Regions from separate parts of the Hordeum vulgare genome. Here region 2 is linked to region 1. A link is a contact called in public Hi-C data. All regions are on one chromosome and are shown on one strand. The core of a region is the stretch at or near the end of the contact, and the rest is flanking DNA. Distances in the headings are between cores, read along the strand shown.

Evidence for each region. A called contact is a pair of places that touch in the nucleus more often than the background predicts.
Region 2: a Hi-C map of leaf shows a contact between it and region 1, with 4 times the contacts expected there. The contact joins the promoter of LOC123448109 here to the enhancer-like site in region 1. A contact is called at or near these places in 2 of 6 Hi-C or Micro-C datasets (leaf and seedling) and 1 of 1 datasets of contacts at active chromatin or transcription factors (embryo).

Annotation. Positions count from the first base shown.
Region 1 is chr4H:124,287,305-124,291,309 of MorexV3_pseudomolecules_assembly, reverse strand. No RefSeq gene overlaps it. Among protein-coding and RNA genes, the nearest start is that of LOC123448108, 72 kb to the right of the region's middle. Within about 2 kb of position 2,464, at least 3 of the 3 cell types and tissues checked have open chromatin away from gene starts, as enhancers often do. A contact at or near this core is called in leaf and seedling, where this site is marked.
Region 2 is chr4H:124,762,540-124,766,753 of MorexV3_pseudomolecules_assembly, reverse strand. LOC123448109 (protein SCARECROW 2-like) reads left to right here and starts at 1,325. Exons shown (of 2, transcript XM_045124882.1): 1 at 1,325-3,162; 2 at 3,843-4,214. The coding sequence starts at 1,553.

The DNA of each region.
Region 1 (4,005 bases), core at 1,215-3,714:
TGGTAGCTATAGACCCGGGAAATATCGTCACGTACTTTCCCGTTCCGTCCATGACGTGTAGTGTTGCGTTAGCTCATCCCTAGCACTGCATATTGCAATGTCATCCATCGTGTCGCATCTACTCACTTTTATTTATTGGCACGGGGGTTTATTAGTTTAGTTTTTCGGGGTAGCTACTCCTATGCATTTTTATCATTAAGTTATTAGCAAATTAACACCAAAGTTGGGTCCTGCCAGACAAGTATTAACAGTGAACGATTTATCGAGGGGGTCCCCATAACAACCCCGAACGTGTTAGGAGCGCTCAGTTATGAAATAAAACACCGGTAGCCGAAACTAAGGCGGTAACAACGGAACAAATCACCTGGAAAAAGGCTAGGCCTTCCGTTATTCACCAAGTATATAGATGCATTAATTAAATAGCAATTATATAAGATGATATCAAATTGCCCATGTTATCACATGGAACAGCTCGCACCTGCAACTAGCAATGCTACCAATTAGTGGTTGAGCAAGCCTAACTTAGTCAAACAATATTTGCTAGGAGGGGAGGTGTTTGAGGTTTCATGGCAATGTTTGATGGCCTATATATCATGTGGTAGGCAGTGGAGATGTAACGAAGGAAACGTAACACTAAGCATAACAAAGCTAGAAACGGTGTCAAGGTCACGATCATCTTGCGTGTGATTTCTTCACACTAGAACTGCTCTTGTTCTTCCTGCACGAACTCTCCGAACTCTTCAAACTCGTTTCCGGCCCCGGTAACTACCCAAAAGAAACAAACACCTAATAAACACCAGCAACAAATGATGCAACAGACAATATGGTGCATGTATGCACTGCTCCAAACAAGCACAGAAAACAACCCTACATCGATAAGACTATGGCCACCTCACCTCAAGGGGACTTTCTACACTAATGCTCAAAATCAGAAACCAACAACACCGTTGGATTCATTGGGATTTTCTACCCCAAATCCATATATCATAGTGTCATCTTTGCATGCATGAAAACTCCACAACAGCAAAAGAAAATCTACACAGGATCAAAACTACATATAGTCAAGAACAAGAACTATTCTTGAGCCAGCCCAAATTGGCAAGTCCATATCTCGACATTTCCAGAAATGAAAATATGCCTTATTTAGCACAAGGAAAATCACAGTAAAAATAACAGGAAGATATTATGAGGAGGGGAGCCACCTGGCAGTGGCCCTTCACTGGATGACATGTGGGTCCAGAGGACCCACTATCATATCCACATCACCACAGCAAAATACACATGAAAAATAGGTGGAGAGGAGGGGTTTCAAACCCTGCACCTCGCGCACTCACACCTACGCACCCTACCACCCGGCCACTTCAGTGTAGCTGCTCACAGAGGGGGAAACCCCCACTAAGTGGCTATTGTGCACCGCACACACAAAATACACTAACAAAAATATAAGGTGAGGAGCCAGAGTCGAACCCCACATCGATAAGACTATGGCCACCTCACCTCAAGGGGACTTTCTACACTAATGCTCAAAATCAGAAACCAACAACACCGTTGGATTCATTGGGATTTTTTACCCCAAATCCTTATATCATAGTGTCATCTTTGCATACATGAAAACTCCACAACAGCAAAAGAAAATCTACACAGGATCAAAACTACATATAGTCAAGAACAACTATTCTTGAGCCAGCCCAAATTGACAAGTCCATATCTGGACATTTCCAGAAATGAAAATATGCCTTATTTAGCACAAGGAAAATCACAATAAAAATAACAGAAAGATATTATGAGGAGGGGAGCCACCTGGCAGTGGCCCCTCACTGGATAACACGTGGGTCCAGACCCACTGTCATATCCACATCACCACAGCAAAATACACACGAAAAATAGGTGGAGAGGAGGGGTTTCAAACCCTGCACCTCGCGCACTCACACCTACGCACCCTACCACCCGGCCACTTCAGTGTAGCTGCTCACGGAGGGGGAAACCCCCACTAAGTGGCTGTTGTGCACCGCACACACAAAATACACTAACAAAAATATAAGGTGAGGAGCCAGAGTCGAACCCCACATCGATAAGACTATGGCCACCTCACCTCAAGGGGACTTTCTACACTAATGCTCAAAATCAGAAACCAACAACACCGTTGGATTCATTGGGATTTTCTACCCCAAATCCATATATCATAGTGTCATCTTTGCATGCATGAAAACTCCACAACAGCAAAAGAAAATCTACACAGGATCAAAACTACATATAGTCAAGAACAAGAACTATTCTTGAGCCAGCCCAAATTGGCAAGTTCATATCTCGACATTTCCAGAAATGAAAATATGCCTTATTTAGCACAAGGAAAATCACAGTAAAAATAACAGGAAGATATTATGAGGAGGGGAGCCACCTGGCTCTGGCCCCTCACTGGATAACACGTGGGTCCAGACCCAATAGGTGGAGAGGAGGGGTTTCAAACCCTGCACCTCGCGCACTCACACCAACGCACCCTACCACCCGGCCACTGCAGTGTAGCTGCTCACAGAGGGGGGAAACCCCACTAAGCGGCTGTTGTGCACCGCACACACAAAATACACTAACAAAATTATAAGGTGAGGAGCCAGAGTCGAACCCCAGACCTGCGGCTCACCGCATGGCTCGGTTGCCACAACCCCTGCTTCGTTGCTACTGCAGTGACTACGGCGTCTGGCAATGTAATCTATCCTGCCCCATAGATCGAAGAATCCACCGAGAAGCAAAAGGGGCGCGCACTGGGAATCGGTCCCTCGAACTCATGGTCGCGCTGGCTCGATCACACCAGTTGGGTCGGAGCGGTGGTTCTGCCCTAACGGGGGTCTCACCCGAGACGACATGCAAACGCGGCGCCTTCTCTGCTGAAGCACAGAGACGCCGGAGTCTCTCGCATGTGCATACTCACACACGTTCATGCACATGCACGGGATCGGGGCGCGGCTGCTGCTACTGAACGCTGCTGCGCGGCTACTGCCCGCAAGCTACTGCTGCAGCTCTCGAATCTATTGTTGCTGCTTGGAGATGCTGCTAACGAACTGATGCCGCTGCTATCTCCTCAAGCTGCTGCTACTGGTGCTAAGCAACAGAGCAGAGCACCGGCAGCCATGCCTCTACTGGACGTGGGCGCTACAGAGGAAGAAGAAGATGGAGGGGAGCGGAACTTCGCTCAACTAGGGATAGGGAGCTGATCCAGTGCCGGAGATGAAAAGGACGACAAGCTGGAGCGGAGGAAGACCCACCAGAGTTGAAGAAGTCGCCATCGTCGTGGACGTCGAGGTGGAGGTCCTGGTGCCGAACTCTTTGCGAAAATGGAACCATCTTGGCGTCCTCTTGCTCCTGGTGCTGACAGAGAGGAAGAAGAGCGCCGGATCACCTCGGCCCCAAGCTCCTGCTCGAGCTGGCCATGGCGTGGAGCAGCTCGGGTTTTGCCCCCGGCAGCGCTAGAAAAGAGAGGAGGGAGAGTAATGGAGGGCTAGGGTTGGAGAAGGGTTGGGGTGGCTCTTATGGCCCTCGGGATGCGAGCCAGCCGTCTGATGGAGGAGCGAACTTGATCTGGTGGTGGCTATGGCTTCGTACTGCTGACGTCGAGAAGAAGGAGACGAGGGACGCGCTACTGGGCTAGACCGAATGGCTACTAGGCCTAAAGGCTGGCCTCGCACTAACTTAACTTAAAACCGAAATAACCCTGTGTCTTTATTTATATAATCAGACAAACACACAATTCCCACATAAAATAAGAAGGGGTTTTTAAATAAAATAAAATACTTTGCTAAACAAAATAATATAACCTATTTACTAAAATAGGATTATTTTTAGGCAAGGCAAAATATCTGCTTTATTATTAAACCTAGGCTGTTTTGCAATAAAAAAAATGCCAGTGCTTGTAGAAAAATAAAGGAGATCCACTTCTCCACTCACAAGAATTGAGAGGAAAGATGGAACATTTTTATAGGATTTTTAAAACAAGTTGGAAAACACAAGTAA
Region 2 (4,214 bases), core at 76-2,575, 480 kb before region 1:
TCCAATTTTCACTCCGGTATGTTTTGGATTATAGACTTTTAAATATGATTTTAATATTTATGTATTTTAACAACCACTTGGTAAATAATTTGTGCGGTCAGATTCTTATGGTCCATTTTCCTATGTCCTGGTTTGACTCATTTTTTAACATTCATTTAGGCCCCCTTTGATTCAAAGGAATTCAATGGGAATGCCGGGATTTGAATCCTTGGGTGGTTTTCAAAGGATTATAATCCATTGATATTTTTTTCGAAGGATTAATTTGCACTCAATTTTGAAGGAATATTTCCACCGAATCAAATTTCTTGGGTGATATCAAACACATCGTTCCAAATTCATGTAGTTTTCTAATCTTAGGCTTAATAGGGCGTGCCACTTCAATTCCTATTCATGTGTTTTTGAGAATCCTATGAAACAATGAAGCACTCAAACTTTCTTTATACTCATTGTGCATAAGAGACCCTGTTAATACTTCATTTGCATAGGAAAAGTCAGATACCTCCCTTTGTAAAAGAAATCCAGAACATAGCCCCCTTTGCAATTATAAGGTCTCACTCGGCTTGCAGGATTTTTGGCAGATTCTCATATGAATTTGAATGTCGGGATTTCTTTTCGTATGTACGACATTCATTTTATAGAAAACCGAGGTTACTAGATTTATTAGGATTGTGTCCACATTGACCTAATTTCTAAGAATTCTTAGCATCATGTGAGATCTCATAGTAATTTACTAAGGATTAGAGTGGAGAGGACGTCCCAATCCTTTGTTTTCTGTCTTTTTATTATTTGGAACTATTATAAACCAAATCAGCCCCAATAGATTCTTTATTTTTGTGGGGTAGCCCCAATTGATTCTAAAAAGTGCTTAGGCAATATATTTGACTACCAGTATATGCAAAATATTTAGATTAGTAGGATTGAAAACAATTCATCATATTTTGCACTAGAACATAGTCCTTGTTAGTGTTCTATTTAGATAACTACTGTATTATACTTTAAAATATACTTACATCCTATGTTTATTGATGTAAGACAGTGTGACAGTTCAAGGTAGTAAAAAAGAAAAGGAGAGACAAGGATACACATTATGAACATCATGTACTAATTTTGAAGAGATGAAGGCTCTTTTGTCCGACAAACCAACGGGCCTTCACTGTCGATGGACATCACTACTACGATCATCAGAGGAGTTCATCAGACCGAGAAATAAATAAATGAGACGATCATCAGAGGAGTTCATCAGACCGAGAAATAAATAAATGAGACGACACATGGATGGATTTTTTTTAGGTGAGAAAAAAGAAACAAAGATGACAGAGAGCCCAATGGCGCGGCTACGTCTGCTACGGCTCTCTCCATAAATTACCGTCCTTGCTAACACAAGCCCCTTGTGCTTACGCCCTTGTTCCTCTCCCGTCGGCGTCTTCCCCTTTACTCCTCCGCCACCGCATCACAGCTCGCAGCTACTCCACCGTCCCCTCTCCTCTCCCGCGCTGCGCTCGCCATGCGAGCCTTGGCAGCGGCGGCGGCGGCTTCCCTTTGGCGTTTCTAGATGGGCTCCTCCTCCCTCCTCCTCTTCCCCTCGTCCTCCTCCTCCGCCCCCAACCACTCCTCTTATTCCCATGCTCATGCTGCCGCCTCCGACTCCCACTCCGCCTTGCTCCCACCGCTCCCCTCCTCGTCTCCCTCCGACCTCTTCCTCTACCTCGACCAGCTAGACCACCAGGAGGGCGCCGCTGCCATGGTACGCAAGCGCCCGGCTCCGGACGTCGACCTGCCACCGCCCCGCCGCCATGTCACGGGGGATCTCTCCGACGTCACCGCCGCTACGGGCGGACCAGCGCCCCCGCAGCAGCCTCTGCTGCTCCCTCCGGCGGTGGCAGGGACCGCGCAGCTGCCCGCGCTGCCCATGCAACTGCCGGCGTTCGGCGGCCACCTGCAGGCGCCAGTGCAGGCGACGATGGACGTCGTCGTCGCGCCGCAGATCGCCACGGAGGTTAACGCGGGCAACAACAGCACGGCGTGGGTGGACGGCATCATTCGGGACATCATCGGGAGCAGCGGCGCCACGGTCTCCGTCGCGCAGCTCATCCACAACGTCCGGGAGATCATCCACCCCTGTAACCCCGGACTCGCTTCGCTCCTAGAGCTCCGCCTCCGCTCGCTCCTCGCATCCGACCTTGTCCAGCACCCACCGCCGCCGCCTCCTCCTCCCCATCATCCGCCCTCGCTCCTACCCAGTGGCAACACGATACTCTCCGCACCGCCAGTGCCAGTGCCGGCGCTCCCTCAGCCGCCACCTCCCGACAAGCGGCGGCGCGAGGAGGAGCAGCAGAACCCGCCGCCGCAGTCGCCGAAGCCGCCCCCTTCCGCGGAGGAAACCGCCACGGCCGCCGCAGCCGCTGCGGCGGCAGCTTCCGCCGCCTTGAAGGAGCGGAAAGAGGAGCAGCGGCGGAGGCAGCGCGACGAGGAGGGTCTCCATCTGCTGACGCTCCTTCTGCAGTGCGCCGAGTCCGTCAACTCGGACGACCTCGACGAGGCCCAGCGCGCCCTGCTGGAGATCGCCGAGCTGGCCACCCCGTTCGGCACCTCCACGCAGCGCGTCGCCGCCTACTTCGCGGAGGCCATGTCGGCCCGCCTCGTCAGCTCCTGCCTCGGCCTCTACGCGCCGCTCCCCAACGCGTCGTCCCCCGCCGCGTCCCGCCTCGTCAACTCGCGCGTCGCCGCGGCGTTCCAGGTGTTCAACGGCATCAGCCCCTTCGTCAAGTTCTCCCACTTCACGGCGAACCAGGCCATCCAGGAGGCGTTCGAGCGGGAGGACCGCGTCCACATCGTGGACCTCGACATCATGCAGGGGCTTCAGTGGCCGGGACTGTTCCACATCCTCGCCTCCCGCCCGGGCGGCCCGCCCAGGGTCAGGCTCACTGGGCTCGGCGCCTCCATGGAGGCGCTCGAGGCCACCGGCAAGCGGCTGTCGGACTTCGCCCACACGCTGGGCCTGCCATTCGAGTTCTACCCGGTGGCGGGCAAAGCTGGGAACCTTGATCCTGAGAAGCTCGGCGTCGACACGCGGCGGCGCGAGGCTGTTGCCGTCCACTGGCTCCACCACTCCCTCTACGACGTCACCGGCAACGACTCCAACACACTCAACCTCATCCAAAGGTACTGTACTCTGTTGCTTCCATTGTGAAATGAGTCTTCCAACTTTTCACTTCAGAAATATCAAGTCATCTTGGCATCAGGCATCAATCACCAATGTTAGTATGGTACTGGTCCAAGTACGCCATTGATTGATTTAACGACCTATAACGAGCAGCAAAAGAAGAGATGGAGTTTAGAAGTTCTAAAAGTTCGTCATTATGACCAACTTTTTATGCTCTTCCTTCCATCGTCTTTGGTGATCCGAGAAGAAAATATAAACTACTCCCGCTCTACTCTACTGCAAGTGCTCTATCTGTGTTCCATTTGATCTGAGAGGAAAGATACTGGAGCGAGCTAAAAGTTTTTATCATCATGACCAACTTTTCATCCTAAAAAGCTTTGCAACTTTCTTGTTCCAAGTGCGCATAAACGTTGATTATTAAACTGAAATTACTGTCATCTACTACTAACCTATTAGCACTACCACTAATCAGTTGAAAAGGCTAAGCTGAAAAGCTGGTCTGCTCCTCCCAAGGCTAAGCATTGTACTGTATGCACGGGGAGCCAAGAAATCAACTAAAATGTCCTTTGACTTAGATGCATCATTGCCATGCAACTCTATATTAGTGGTTGTGCTCCTAGTTCAGCAGAAACACCTTAAATTGATGTGCTGATCTTAGTATGTGGACCACGGATTTCAGGTTGGCGCCCAAGGTGGTGACAATGGTGGAGCAGGACCTGAGCCACTCTGGCTCCTTTCTGGCCCGCTTCGTGGAGGCCATCCACTACTACTCGGCGCTCTTCGACTCGCTGGACGCGAGCTATGGCGAGGACAGCTCGGAGCGGCACGTCGTGGAGCAGCAGCTGCTGGCGAGGGAGATCCGCAATGTGCTGGCTGTGGGCGGCCCCGCACGCACCGGGGACATCAAGTTCGGAAACTGGCGGGAGAAGCTCGCGCAGTCGGGGTTCCGTGCGGCGTCGCTGGCGGGCAGCGCCGCCGCGCAGGCCTCCCTGCTGCTCGGCATGTTCCCCTCGGATGGCTACACTCTCCTCGAAGAGAATGGCACTCTCAA